2 separate regions of the Pan troglodytes genome follow, and region 1 is linked to region 2. Evidence: chromatin contacts called from public HiChIP or PLAC-seq data. All regions are on one chromosome and are shown on one strand. Each heading gives the region's core, a stretch centred on a gene start, on an enhancer-like site or on the middle of the called end of the contact. The rest is flanking DNA. Distances are from core to core; before and after follow the strand shown. Region 1 holds the start of ZSCAN31 (zinc finger and SCAN domain containing 31). Region 2 holds the start of PGBD1 (piggyBac transposable element derived 1).

Region 1 (2,940 bases), core at 166-2,665, 75 kb after region 2:
ATCAATGGCTTCTCTCAGTTTCCTAATTTCCTTCTATTCCCTACCATCCTTTGAACTGTAGAGAGTTGGACTGAGGAATAGAGGTTCAGGAAGATACGGACTTGGAATTGTTTTTCCCTTTGTAACCTCTACCAGCCTTACATTTCTTTTCTTTTCTTTTCTTTTTTTTTTTTTTTTTTTTTGAGGCAGAGTCTTGCTCTGTTGCCAGGCTGGAGTGCAGGTGCAGTGGTGCGATCTTGGCTCATTGCAACCTCCGCCTTCCGGGTTCAAGCGATTCTCCTGCCTCAGCCTCCCAAGTAGCTGAGACTATAGGCGCATGCCATCACGCCCAGCTAATTTTTGTATTTTTAGTAGAGACGGGGTTTCACCATGTTGGCCAGGATGGTCTCGATCTCTTGACCTCATGATGTGCCCACCTCAGCCTCCCAAAGTGTTGGGATTACAGGCGTGAGCCACTGCGCCCAGCCCAGCCTTACATTTTCTAGCCTCTCCATTCCACTGAGTAAAGAGGGACTTACTGACATCCGAGTCCAGTCAAATAATTTTGCAGTCACTCACTTCTAGTTTAAAATCTAGTCCCAGCTGGTTCACAGGAATCTCAGGTTTCCCTTCCCTCTTAGATCAGGCCCAGGTCTCATGGCTTCTGGGATAGGCTGTCTTTCAGAATATCTTACTTTTCCCTCCTAAAATACAGAAATCATCCATTACAAAGTGATGACTCTGACGAAACCTGATGGCTGGTGCTGTTGTTTCTAGATAATACCATACTGAGGAAGGAGTAGATTAGGAAGCAAGAAAATCACTTTGATTTGGGGCATATTGAATTGGATTTGTTTGCAAGATTTCCATATAGGACTGTCTGGAAGGCAGCTCAGGATAGGGATCAGGAGTCTACAGCCTAGAAATAGAAGTTAAAACCTTGCGAGTGATTAAAGATAGTTCTGGGGAAGACTGTGGATAGAGAAAAGAAAAGGTCAAGAACAGAACCACCAGGCCTACTCTTATTTAAAAAAAGAAAGACCAGTGAATTATACTATTAGCCAACATGTATATGGTACTTACCACTGTCATGCCAAGTGTCAGGTTCCAGTCCATACTGAGGTCCGAGGGGAGTTGTTGGATGGGTGGCAGGTAGTTGAAAGAACACTCGGGGCTGTAGGCAGGTAAAATATGATTTTATTCAGCAGCAGCTGCTGCAGCTCTCACACTGTCTGCCTCTGTCTCGGCTGCCTCCTCCGACCGCAGCCCTTCTCAGCAAACGGCTCTGTGGCTCCTGCTGCTCCCACACTTACAGCTGTACTCCTTGGCACACTTGTTAATTCCTGGCTCACCTCTGTCTGTCTGCAAGATGGCCAGTTCTCTCTTACAGGATCAGCAGTTTTTCTCTCTCTCTCTGGGCACAAGTCCTATGTACAGCGTCAGCAGGGCAGTTATACCATTTACAGACAATAGTGGCTGTAAGCCAAGTATGAGCTTACACAAACAGGTTATATAACAAGTGGAGTGGTGCGCCTGCGTTCCAAACTCGCTGAGTCACGCTGGCCTGCATATCTGCCTCGGCCTATTCTTGACCAAAGCACATCCATTTACCTTACACTCCACCCCCTTGGCCGAGGGAGACATAGGTTTTTGGGTACACAGGCCCAATATATAGGTTTGGCACACAGGCCTGACATATAAACTTTGGGCACCCAGGGCTGATACACACAGGCTTGACACATAAGTCTGACATATAGGCTCTGGGCACACAGGCCCAATGTATACATAGAGGCTTGACACATAAGCCTGGCACATAAGCTCTGGGCACTTGGGCCACAGTAATACAGGGAGCAATAATTTCAGGTTATAGTGAGCAATCACTACATGGTGATGTTACCCCAGTGTTGCTTTATATATTAATCCAGGGTTTTTGCTTCCCTACCTTTAGGGTGTTGGGGCGGGCAACAACAGGTTACTGTTTGTCCCCATACCTGGTTGGAGGAAGTCATCCTTTCTCCCATAGATCTGGCCACATGGCCTGGCCCTACATGGGTCAGTGACTAGCCACTTCTATAACTTCTAGGTAGTTAGCCACAAGGTTAAGCCTTGATAAACTGCCCAGCTATCAGTGCAGATTACCATAGGTGTCACCTTCTTGGTGATCACCATTTACATTGCCCTGAGTTCAGTTTATTAGCTACTTTGTCCATACCTGGTATCAAACCATAGGGTGTTGGTACTAGGCTGGGCTGCAACAGCAGTCCAGGTAGCAGTAGCACCCTGGCTAGACCTATCTGTGTACCATGCCCCATTGGGAATGCGGGAATGCCCTTCCTTAAAAGGTGAAGGCTCAGGATCTAGGGGTGCCTCAGGTCCCATAACCTTCTCTTGCATTAGGACTGTAGGTCCTAAGACTTCCTGTAATTGTGCTTCTAAGGGACTTGAGTTAGCATACTTTGCTGTTCCAAGTAGGCTTAAGCACCCCACTTTACAAAAGTGGATGTCTGTGCCATCCCAGTGTGTGGGTTGTTACCCATGAGCATACCCACCCTGCTATTGGGTAAGTCATGCGCGCGACGACTGTAGCCCATCCTGCCAGGCTGTCGCGAGTCTAAAGGGCAGCATATGCAGTTAGTAACTGCTTCTCTGTCGAGGAATACTGGAGCTCAGCTCCCTTCCAAAGTTGGGACCAAAAGTCTACTGGCATTCTAAAGAGCTCTGTGTGATGCCATAAGCCCCAGTCAAAACTATCTGGTCACATGCACATCAAGTTTAAATGGGTGCCCCTGATCAGCTACCCATAGGGCTTGTGCCTGCTGAATAGCCTGTTTGGCTGCCAGGAAGGTGGTTTCAGCCGCATCATCCCAATTCCAGGCAAGAGGCTGCGTTGCTGCTTCTAAATCTGCAAGAGAATCAGAGGTTAATATAACATCATTAATAAGATCATGACATATGTTGGGG
Region 2 (2,869 bases), core at 289-2,788:
AGTGCTGGGATCACAGGCTTGAGCCACCGTGTCTGGCCAGCTTATTTCTTTTTAGCACTGAATAATATTCCATTGTCTGCATATACCACAGCAAAAGAAATATCTGTTAAAGGACTGTTATCCAAAATACAGAAAGAACTCTTAAAACTCAGAAATAAGGAAACAACCCGATTCAAACATGAGCCAAAGACCTTGACAGACACCTCGTTAAAGAAGATACACAGATGGAAAATAAGCATATGAAAAGATGCTCCACACCATATCCCATCAGGGAAATTGCAAATTAAAACAACTGTGAGATGCCACTACACATCTATTAGAATGACCAAAATCCAGAACACTGACACATCAAATTCTGGTATGGATGTGGAACAACAGGAGCTCTCATTCATTGCTGGTGGGAATGCAAAATGATACAGCCACTTTGGATGACAGTTTGGTAGTTTCGCACAAAATTAAACATACTCTTACCATGTGATCCAACAATCGCCCTCCTTAGTGTTTACCCAAAGGAGCTGAAAACCAGTGTCTACACAGAAGTTTGCACACAGATGTTTATAGCGTCTTTATTCATAATTGCCAAAACTCAGTAGGTAAATGAATAAATAATGGGTCTGTTTTTTAAAGAGTTTTTTATATTTTTACTATTGAACATCTTTTCACATGTTAATTTGTCACTTATCTTGTGTGTAGTAATGTTCATATCCTTTACTAATTTTTCTACTAAAGTCTCCTTTTACTCTTAAACAGAAGTGCCCTTAAAAATCAAATAGGGAACTTGCATATCAGCATTTTAAATGCACGTGTCCTTTGGCTGATCAGTTCTAATATGTGGCATTTATCCTAGAAATATATTCTTAAAAGAATGTAAAGGTATTGAATGGTGTTCCCTCTAGCATTGCTTTTAAAGAAAAAATATAACCTAAGTATGCATCAATAGGATAGTTAAGTAAATTATGGAACACCCATACAGTATTACTTGGCTGTTAAAGAATAAGCTGCTCTGTGAAGATCTCCAAGTTGTCTTAACCGAAAAGAGCTAAGGTGCAAAATTACATTATGATACCATAAGTGTTTTAAAATGTATAAATACTTATTCACTAAACAAAATGTTCATTAAGTGCTACTGTGTGGCAGGTAGTGTCCTAGATAAATATGAACAAAATACAATGGTTAACTCTAAAGAGGGGACACTTTTCGTTTTATGGTCCTTTTGCAACTTGACTTTTTTATTGTGCATATATTATGTATACTTAAAGAAAATAATTTGTACAGCTTACTATAATGGTCTTTTTATTGATCTGTCTCTCCTACCAGCCAGTGATGACCCCGAAGACAGACATTTACCACTGTGTTGGTTTTCAATCGAAATGATGTACATAAATTTGGGGCGTGCTTGCACCGTCCGAATGGGCCTGGGGTCCGGCGGCGGAGAGTGACCTGGGCGGGGCGGGAGGTGGCAGCGGGGGTCCTCCCGGCTCACCAGAGAGACGAGCGGCCGTGCTCCTAGAGAGGCAGGGAACCCGCCAGAATCCGCCACTCCGCTGCGGGCGCGGCGCAGGGAGAAGCTTTTGTACCCGCCCAGCTGCTGGAGGCGCCGGCAGAGCCCGCCAGACCCGCCAGCCCAGCGGCCCGGGCTCTGGGGAAACCGGCGCTCCCGACAGGGGAGCACCGGGCCTCTAAGCTCCCTCGGGAGCCTTTCACGAGGTCAGCTACGTCTTTGTTGTGCGCGTTCCTGAACTTCTGGTCCATTAACCAACAATTAGACACGCCGGTATTCAGTGCCTGGCGCGGTGCTAGATGCTGGGTGTAGTCTCAGAAAAATACATTCAGGGGCGCGCCTGAGGGTGCTGGCTGCTGGCATCTCAGGTGCTTTACGTGCATTCGTGAAGAAGCCCATCAGTATTTGTTGAATACCAGGTACGTGCCGGGCATGTAGAGTCTATGCAGAGATAAACTCCTGTCCTCAAGAACCCGGGTGGGGATGGGGTTGGTGATCTGTAATACGAGATGGAGATGAGGGTTGGGTGCAGTTTTCTATGGGAATACCCCATCTCAACCTGTGTGGCTTACTTTTCCTGTCTATATGTTAGGGTTAGGGGTTGCCAGGGAAGGTTTTACAATAGAACATTTACGCTGGGCCTTGGGAATTTACCCTTAGAAGGGCGGTCCTGACTGTATAGAGTGGGTGGAAAAAAATTGAGTACTTAGCATGGCAGTGACATAAGAAATTTGGGAAGACCATGGCTTTCTTGAAAGCAGGAACCAAGTCTTTTATTCCAGAGTTAACTTTATGCCTGGAAAATAATGAGATGCTCCACAAATGTTGATTGAGTGACAAACAAATCAGCAAAACCCAGTAAAGATTAGATCCTGGGGAGTTTGAATTTACTTCAACGAGTTTAATGAAAACTTTGTGTGTGTTTATGTGTGTGTGAGGTATGTTGAATATGGTCACAATTGTGCTTTAGGGAATATTAATCCAGTGACCATAGAAGCGGGGAGTTGGGCAGGAATACCGTAACAGAACATTATTGTAACAGTGAATGAAAATAATAGTAAAATTATAAGAAGGAAAGAATGGCTGCAAGAGGCGTTTTTAAGAATTGACTCACTGATTGTGTATAGAGGCTGTTTAAAAGACTGAATGCGTGGAAGATGATGGTGATGCCAGTAGAAATGGAGAAATACCGAGTGAATGCAGCTTTGAGGGACTCTGATTTCAGTTTGAGATCTGTTGAAATTATAGTGCAGTAGAGGCCCACAGCTGCTGGCATTTCAAGATGTGGGTTTGGAGTGCAAAAAGCAAGCTGGTGCCAAAGATTTGAGTCTTCTTGGAACAGAGATTTATTGAAAGTGTGACTAAGGA

The links. HiChIP or PLAC-seq counts read pairs in DNA pulled down with a chosen protein or histone mark.
Region 1: an H3K4me3 HiChIP or PLAC-seq map of stem cell-derived excitatory neurons shows a contact between it and region 2, with 3 times the contacts expected there. The contact joins the promoter of ZSCAN31 here to the promoter of PGBD1 in region 2. A contact is called at or near these places in 1 of 7 Hi-C or Micro-C datasets (stem cell-derived neural progenitor cells) and 1 of 1 datasets of contacts at active chromatin or transcription factors (stem cell-derived excitatory neurons).

The regions. Positions count from the first base shown.
Region 1 is chr5:34,300,917-34,303,856 of NHGRI_mPanTro3-v2.0_pri, forward strand. ZSCAN31 (zinc finger and SCAN domain containing 31) reads right to left here and starts at 1,416. Exons shown (of 4, transcript XM_016955100.4): 1 at 1,332-1,416; 2 at 1,063-1,153. The coding sequence starts at 1,095. The region is part of intron 1 of ZKSCAN3 (zinc finger with KRAB and SCAN domains 3); the gene reads left to right.
Region 2 is chr5:34,225,530-34,228,398 of NHGRI_mPanTro3-v2.0_pri, forward strand. It overlaps PGBD1 (piggyBac transposable element derived 1), which reads left to right and starts at 1,539. Exons shown (of 7, transcript NM_001243897.1): 1 at 1,539-1,920.